Linked DNA regions of Rattus norvegicus: region 2 is linked to region 1. A link is a contact called in public Hi-C data. All regions are on one chromosome and are shown on one strand. The core of a region is the stretch at or near the end of the contact, and the rest is flanking DNA. Distances in the headings are between cores, read along the strand shown. Region 1 overlaps Parva (parvin, alpha). Region 2 holds the start of Tead1 (TEA domain transcription factor 1).

Evidence for each region. A called contact is a pair of places that touch in the nucleus more often than the background predicts.
Region 2: a Hi-C map of Schwann cells shows a contact between it and region 1, with 7 times the contacts expected there. The contact joins the promoter of Tead1 here to the enhancer-like site in region 1. A contact is called at or near these places in 3 of 12 Hi-C or Micro-C datasets (Schwann cells, frontal cortex and mammary epithelial cells) and 1 of 1 datasets of contacts at active chromatin or transcription factors (oligodendrocytes).

What each region holds. Positions count from the first base shown.
Region 1 is chr1:176,021,188-176,025,775 of GRCr8, reverse strand. The region is part of intron 1 of Parva (parvin, alpha); the gene reads right to left. Among named protein-coding and RNA genes, the nearest start is that of Parva, 42 kb to the right of the region's middle. Within about 2 kb of position 1,900, at least 8 of the 93 cell types and tissues checked have an H3K27ac peak or open chromatin away from gene starts, as enhancers often do. A contact at or near this core is called in Schwann cells, where this site is marked.
Region 2 is chr1:176,224,703-176,228,858 of GRCr8, reverse strand. Tead1 (TEA domain transcription factor 1) reads right to left here and starts at 1,684. Exons shown (of 13, transcript NM_001198589.2): 1 at 1,468-1,684.

The DNA of each region.
Region 1 (4,588 bases), core at 651-3,150:
AACCAGAAGAGGGTGTTGGATTCCTTGCTCCTCTTAATGACTAAGTTGTCTCTCCAGCCCCATCTAGACCCTGTCTTAGAAAAAGTAACTAAATAAAAAAAATAAATAAATAAAATTCAAAGGGAACAACAACAACAAAACCCACAATGGATTATCAATGCAAGACAGAGAGGGGGATGAACACGTCTCATACCTGGCCCGTTTACTTCTTCAGAATAAATTCTTTGAGCTAGGTGTGGTGATGAACAGCTGTGATCCTAGCACTCAGGAAGCAAAGACAGGAGGATGAGAAAGACGTTCAAGGTCACCCTCAGCTACACAGCAAGCTCGAAGCTAACCTGGTCTACCTGGTCTCAAAACACCAAAAGATTTAAATTCCTAGATACCAACTTTGCAATGGTCAGATCAGAATGTTTCTGCAATATCCATGAATCTCTCTGATCAATCATTTTGATCAATCTACACATGTGTTCCTTCAAGATGGCAGACCTGGAACTGCGCTTGGAAACGAGAGCAGTGCTTGGCTTTCTCAGACACAAGTCTCCACTACAGCTAGTTTCAAAACAAAACCCCTTAAGCCTCTCCTCTATGTGCTCACCAATAACTAGCGACATTTAAGAGACATACAGTCTTGTTTTGACTTTGGTTGTCTGCTACACAAAAGCCCATGTGGCAGGGGTACTGGGGGGTATACATGCCTCACAGTTTTCTGCAAGATTAGACTTAGCGACCTACCTTCCAACCTTCCATCCTTCTGTCCTCATTGCCTCCTAGCTCCTATCCTCTTTCTCTCCCCTGCTTTTCCTTTCTTGTTCTTCTTCATTATCATCACCATCACCATCACCATCATCATCATATAATCATCATCACCACCATCATCACTATCACCACCATCATTGTCACCACCACCATCACCACCACCATCACCATCACCACCACCACCACCATCATCACTATCATCACATCATCATCATATAATCATCATCACTACCACCACCATCATTGCCACCACCACCACCACCACCACCACCACCACCATCATCATGACATCATCATCACCATCATCGTATGAGTGTGAATTATCACTGTGTGAGCATGAGTGCAAGTGTAGACACACATGTGAAGGTTGGGGAACAGTTTGGGCAGTTGGTTCTCTGCTACCTTGGGTTCTAGGGATGGAACTCAGGTCCTCAGGCTTATTCAGCAAACACTTATCCCCCCTGGCCTGAGAAACCTGGTCTCCAGCAATCCTCTAGCTCCACTTCTAAAGCAGCTGGGAATACAGTCTGTGCTCTTGCTCTCTATGTCTCTGTCTCTGTCTCTGTCTCTGTCTCTGCCTCTCTCTGTCTCTGTCTGTCTCTGTCTCTGTCTCTGTCTCTCTCTCTCTCTCTCAACATGGCCTCCCGGATCCCACATTGCCCTTGGACTTGCTATGTAGCTAAGGATGACTTTGAACCGATCCCCTTGCCTTCACCTCCTGAGGGCTGGATTACAGGGTGTCCACCACGCCTGGTTTATGCTGAGGGTCAAAGCCACGGCTTCCTGCAGGACAGACAAACATTTGCCAACTGAGCAGTGTCCCCTGCCCCAAGCCTGTTCCTCCTCTCTTTCACCTTTGTCCCTTCTTCCTGGCAGGCCTCTTCCCTTCTGGGAGAGTGAGGGCTCTGTACAGGGAGACCTTGTAGAGTTGGGCAAAAGTTTCAGCTACACAGGAATGTCCGTAAACCCTTGAGTTTAGGGTATTTGTGATTTCAGTTCTGAGGAACTGGGATTGCTTTGAAGTCCCCTGACTCATCTTTCTCATAACCTATTTCCTGTAAATGAGGCACTTGTTTGGGTCAGGGATGGTGTCATACAGCATCTCCTTCAGAGTGGCCAGGGATCATCTGAACAGGGCCCCTTACATACATGAACTAGAGCAAGATGCTCACTGGCTGACTCTGCAATCTTCAGAGTTGCTGGAGCGGCTCTAACAGCCGCCTCGAATTCATAATACGAAACACATGCTCCATCTGCCTGCTAATGGTGACAAAGCCATTTGTGTTCGGCGTGGTCACAATCGTTCTACAGATGAAAATCTTTCTAAAACTCATCACCCGGGCTGTTCAATCATCCTCACCAAGTGGGAAGATTCCTCTTCTCCCAGCACCCACACCCGCCCGCAGCGCACCACGTAAGACCTCTGCCAAAGCAGCCGCCGGTTCGGCATGAGGCATCGTGCAGCTGAAAAGGGGGAACAGAGTAGAAACAGTTCACCCAAGTTTTCAAACTCTCTGCTCCTAATAAGGCAGGCAAAGATCAGTGCCAGTAGCTAAAGTGGAGAAGAACTGCGCCTTTCCCTGGGGATCCTGGGAGCTAGGCACGACTCCCCTGGGTTTCAAAAACCAAATCAATCGTCTGCTTCGTTAAGGAAAAAAAATAAATTGAAAAAAGGACTGTTATCAGCAAAATGTTAAATCTTTCTCTTTTTTCCTTCTGGCTGGAAACAGAACGATATTTCTTTGATACCTGAAATGAAAGTTGAATCATATTAATGCTGAATTTTACTACTGTCATATTTCAAAATGAAATTAGCCCAACATTTATGCTTCCAATGAAGATCTGGGCTAATATGTACTGCAGTCCACAGAATGTCTTAGGTTCAGATGACGCAAAGGCCAGTCCCCCTCTGAGAATAAACACTGGCTAATCCTCTCCCTGTCCCCCACAAATAAATCTAAGCGGCAGTGACATCAGAGAGAGCTGTCCCATTACCGAAGCACAGCTGGGGGGGGGGAGGGGCGCTGACCGGCAGTGATGCTACGGACTGATGAGGGTGGTAACGCTGAAATGTAGAGCTGTCGGAACGCAGCTTGCTCCTACAGCCTGAAGCGAAAGCCCTGTGAGAACGACTGGCATGCGGCAGGCCAGTTTCTCTCTCGTCCCTTCTGCCACACTCCAGGCTTCTCATCCCACCTTTGCTCTCAGATACACAATGCCTTTGGGTGACATGGAGAACCACGAACGGGTTCCACCTTCTCCAGATGAAGTCGTGATGCTGACTTACTGTCCTCGGCTAGTTACATCAGCAAGGCATTTTGTAGGGCGGGGAGAGCAAGTAGTCAAGCCAGGATGTCTGGGGCCTACGGTATGTGACACTGTATGTCTAGCCTTCCGTTCTCCCTCTGTGGTGAGACTTCTTGTTTTGGAGAGAACATCTCTCCACCCAGAAGCCTTCGTGTTACTAAGCTTGGCGGAGTCTCTCCGGGCCCAATCATTAGATACCACTAACATCAAAACCCAGGTCAGCCATGATCCTCAGATTCCTCACCATCCAAGTCCCACATAACAAACTGACAAAGGACCCAATCCCCCCTCTCCCCAATTTTTAAGTGGTGCTGGGGATGAAACCCAGGGCTTCGTGCATGCTGGGCAAGTGTACCACCATTGGGCCACATCGCTAGCTCTCTAGATTCCATTTAAAATATTACCTTTTACAATTTTGTTTACCTCTTAGGAAAATAAGACCAAATGTTTGTAAGGATTCGTTTGACTGTATTTTCACTTTCCAAACACCAACTTAAGGAATCAAGAAAGGAATCCTCGGCAGCCACAAGAATGCCTTTCTCCCTCTGCCAAATCAGAGGCTGATACCCAGATAAGCAACAGGGTACAAACAAAGAAAATAAGACTCTCCAAATGCTTTCTGATGCATTCTCTTAACCTTATACCTCCTCCCTGCCTGCTTCCTTTTCTTCCTTGTGTTTGTTTGTTTTTGTTTTGTTTTGTGTTGGGTACCTCTGGGGGGGGGGGGGCGAATCTAGGCCATCGTGCCTTGGCGACCAGCTCTCTACCACTGAGCCACAACGCTTTTGTTCAGAAAACTTTAATGTTCATATTTTAATTGTAGTCTCATGGTCTTAAATGTCTCCAGCAATGCTAAAAGGAAAAAAAATATGGAAGTACTATTTAATATTAACTTAGAGCAGAGGGGACGACTTTGGGGGCACTGCTAATAAAAATTTCACATTAAACCACTTGAGCAGCTCCAGATTTGCAGGGAAAGCAACAAGCTAAATCGTGTTGAGTCTTGGACCGGGAGTGGGCTATCGGAAAATGTAAATAAGTCCTGCCTGGCACCTCTAGCTATTTTTGTTTTAATTTAAGAACCAGAATGTAATTATCTCTTATTTACTACAGTCGCAAACACCGCCAAAGGGAAAAATAAACCATTCCTTTTGGGATGAAGTTGCTGACAAAGGTTTGACAAAGAAAAATAATTAATAGCTCCACGCTGGCACGGAGCTGAGGTTTGGCTAAGTGGGCGTGGGCGTGCCAGGCACAGCCACCACTCAGCTCTCGGATCCTGGGGTTGGCCACGGGCAGAGCATGCGCCTTAATCCGGGCCTTTCAGAAGCTTTAGACTGTTGTGAAGGGCAAAAGGCCCAGGAGGTCCCAAACACTCTCCTTGGGTCACCCTCCTCTGCAGACTTGCTGTGTGCTGCTACAATGATAAACTTTCTGTGTGTGAGAGACCCCTGGCAGCAGGGGAGGGGGTTAATGCCTTTCAGCTGGGGCAAACGACCTTCCGGTTTGTTGCTGAGCTTTC
Region 2 (4,156 bases), core at 435-2,934, 200 kb before region 1:
AGATGTGCCTGGGCCCAAAGATCCTGCTATTCACAGAAAATCGCAGACTCCGCTGAAAGGCGGAAGCCCCTGGCACAGTCTGTACAGCCTGAGGACTATTCCCAGCCCCAGTCTCAAGGCAGATTAGCCCCCACCCAAGAGCTCAGGCTTGCACAGACAAGCTACCCCTCGGCTCCGGGTAGATTGAGTCTCCCTAACGGGAAGGATCTGTCCACCCGGGGAACCACCTGCCAGCACTCAAGCACACTCTAAGCCACCAGACCACCTAAACTTCCAGAACGAATCCAGGCCACAAGGCGTGGAGGAAACTAAGATTCTGTTACTTTGCATTATCTATAGGAATTGAAATATTTTCCTTTCACTATTTTGAAATATGATCGTATTTACAGACCATTTTGTTCCAAGGACCTTAGCTCCTTTCAAATGGCGCTATTTTAAAACCCGTCCTTGCTACACTCCGATTTCTGGAATATCTGTCTGTAAGTTTCCAGTGCTGAGATCAATTTGCATTTCTGTAAATCACAGACAGCTTCTAAGAACTTAACAAGCCTCCTGAGAAACGCTGGTGGCTGGCATTTCATTGTTTCATAAATATTTTTATACGGGTGACACCATTCAACTTTAAATAAATCCTTAAAAAGAAAGACGATTAAAGACCGAGGAAAACTAGTCTGGGTTTTATTTTCACGGGAAGATAAGTGTGAGCCTTTCATTGTTTTCTACTTCTTTAAATGTAGCTTTGATTTTTTTTTAATGCATTAAAAAAGAAAAAGGAAACTCCTAGAAGTTGAACTTTCTTTCAAACGGGCCTCTGGACTTTGAAAACAAGTGGTGCTGCCGCGAACAAAGGCTAAAAGTGTCCCCAGAATTTTTTTTTTTTTTTGGCCCTCCTGGGGATCGTTTCTCTTCCAATAAACAAACAAATCCCCCAGTATTTCCTACCGAAGGGAAGTTTTCCAGGGAGAGTCTACTCCCGGGTTTGGTGGTAAGTGCGACTCAGTCTTTTTTGGACACAATGTTTCTGCTGACTCCTGAAAATTTTCCACTTGAATGTGCACTGGAGCGGCGGCGGCGGCGGCGGCGGCAGCAGCTCTGGAGAGGCGGCAAGGGCGAGAGAGCCCTCTTTCATCTCCCGGGAGGAGGAGCCGGGATCCGCGCGGACCCCGAAGGGGCCGGGCGCCGGGGGAGTCACCCGGCTGCAGGCTCTAGGCTGCACGCCGGACGCTCTCCCCACCCGTGATCGCGCCGAACTCGGCGCTTCCCAGACAAGGAGCGAGGTGCGCGGGAGAGAGACGCTGGAGAGAGGGGCGCGCAGAAAGCCGAGCGGGGCCGCCTGTTGCCGCGCGAGGTTGCGGCCCAACTTGCTGGGCGGCGGGGCCGCTCCCCTTCGGGAGCCGCACACAAAGCGCCGATCGCGGTGACGCCTAGACAGCCCGCGCCCCCGAGTCCGCCCCGCGCGCAACTTACCTCGGCCGCCCGAGCGGGCGCGGCAAACTTCGGGGCGCTGGGCCACCGCCCCCGCGCTACTCCAGCCGGTACTCCCCGCGGTACTCCCGCGCCCGGCCGCCCCAGCCCGGCCTCGCCGGCTCCCCGGACCAGCAGGGCGCGCCGGGGCAGCTGCCCGCGCTCCGGCGACGTTGCGCGCTGGGGGGTCAGCGCATGGCCTGCGCCCCGCCGCGGCCGCCCCGGGCCCGGGCCCCGGCGCGCGGACTCCCCGCGAGCTGGAAGCGAGTGTGCGAAGTGCTGGGGGGCGCCCGCGGCGGGCGGCGGGGCCGCGGAGGCTCGGCTCGGCTCGGGCGGCGCGGCGCGGCGCGAGCGATGCGAAGAATGTGCGGAATGAGGACAGGAATGAAATGAACGCCAGGACCGAACTCGCTCCGGAGGGGTGGGGCCTCGGTGACGTCATGCCGCCGGGCCCGGGGTGGGGCGTGGCCTGCCGCCGCGGTGACGTCATGATGTGGGGCGGGGCGCGTGGGGCGGGACTTGGCGCCCACGGGGGAGCGAGCCGCGCGCGATGGCGCGCGCTCAGGGCTTTGTGCGGTCCGAGGCGGGGCGGCCGGGTACTAGAAAGGCGGGGTGTGCGCTTTCCTCCTGCTGTGACTCAGTTTACCCCCTCCTGGTGTGCGCTGGCAGCGACGCTCCCAGACTGGAAGGGAGGTTGCTCTTCAGGAAACTGAGGCCGGAGTGGGCAGCTTCCCAGCCCGCCACTCCTCCTCAAGCCGTTTCGCTTTACCCAAGTTCGCGGTGCTCGCGCAAATTCTGGGCTTCGCAGACTGGGTTGGAGCGTCGCAGAGTCCTCGCCCGCTTCCTGCCCTGTCTTTCTAGAAGTGAAGTTCACTCGTACTGCGAGTTTAGTCTAAGGAAATCCTGCACCCACTTAAATAAAATAAAGTCTTGCCTGGCTGCAAAAAGCAGCTTCGCGCCGTCCCTTTATGGAGAACGTAAGAATCAATCATAAACGGTTTGAACTCTGTTTTTGGAGTGGACGACACCGCAGCACTTCAGAAACTCGGGTAAAGTTAACGGTGGCTGGGACAGACATGCTGGCAGTTTGGGCCGGTTGCAGTCCGTAGTTTCCCAGAAAGGAGACGGCCCTTCCCGCACTGGGACTTCCTTCTGGCTTCAGAACAAACTAATGGCGCCTGTTTTGTGCCGGAGTATTCCTGGAGTGTGCATAAACTCAGGAAAGCGAATGGGACTCACTACGCCTTGTTTGCTCGGAAACAACGTTTACCAGTGCGTTTTTAAGGCAAAAATATCTTCCATCCATGCGTTTTTTAAAATTTTATGTCAAGAGAATTGAAGACTCCCATGCCGTTGTAAAAAGTAATACAGAGACATTCTTTGTTCGCTTTGCCCAGCTCTTCCCTAGCCATGTCAGCCAAAATTTTATCCCAGCCGGGGTATTAATTTTCGGGCAGATTTTCCAGATCAACTTAAACACATCATTGTGTATTTGTTTAATTCTATAAATTCTATAATTTCTCACCTGTGTAGATGCCCACCACAATCAAGTACAAATGTGTATTATTTTTAGTTAATAATATGCAGCAATATGACAGGCTGACAATAAGAACCTCATACACCTGGCAGAGTATTAGAAAATGCACAACTATTTTCCCGTTAAAACTCCAGAGGTGTATCTCTTTTCCAGATAACCCCCCATAATACCAGCGAATAAAGTCTCCGGAGAGCAGAAGAAGCTGGAGAGATAGTTCACCAGCGAAAAGCCCTTGCTGCTCTAGTAGATGACCAGGCTCCTGTTAGGTTCCCAACACTCATAAGGTCGCTTTCAACAATCTGTAACTCCAGTTCTGGGAGCACCAGGCACAAACATGGTGTACATACATGCAGGTAAAACATTCATATACATAAATAAATAAGAGGTTGTTTTTTTTTTTTAAGTCTGATAGCAGAGCCAGCCTACCAGTGGGTAAATTTCTAAACCAGTATTTATCTTGCCCATGACAGGCTTGGTTACCCTTCAGACTCCAGTTGCTCCTGGCGATTCGGTGTTCTCTCATTTCTACTGAGTTAGGAAAGACTCTTTGACCAAACTTCCAAAGCCGCTCATGATGTGCTAAAACTGCTTGGCCTGTGCTTTCTACAACTTATTTTCATCCACACACACCTTCTTTGAAATGTATGCTAAAAACCTTTTCTCCAAGGAAGTCTGTTCAGGTGGAGCCAGGCACATTGGCAATATAATCCCAGCATTCAGGAGGCTGAGGCAGGAGGATTGGTGTGAGTTTGAAGAAATTCTGAACTAAAGAATTAGATCTTGGGTTGGGGATTTGGCTCAGTGGTAGAGCGCTTGCCTAGCAAGCACAAGGCCCTGGGTTCGGTCCCCAGCTCCGGAAAAAAAAAAAAAAAAAGAACTAGATCTTGTCTGGAAGAGGAGGAGAAGGGAAAGAGAAAAGAAAAGGAGAGGGAGAGAGTGGGGAAAGAGCTGGGGTGTGAGGGGGAAGACTGGTTAACTAGATGTCTCCTTCCCAGGCCCCTGAAGCCACTTGGTCCAGCTATCTATGTCTTGTGTATTTGGTCTGTTAGTTCACAGCATATGTGTGTTACTGGACAGACTCACCTGTATGAGACAATGGTTAGGTCTCATTCAGCTAAGATTTTTCTGTCTAGAACTCACTCACAAATAGGAAGT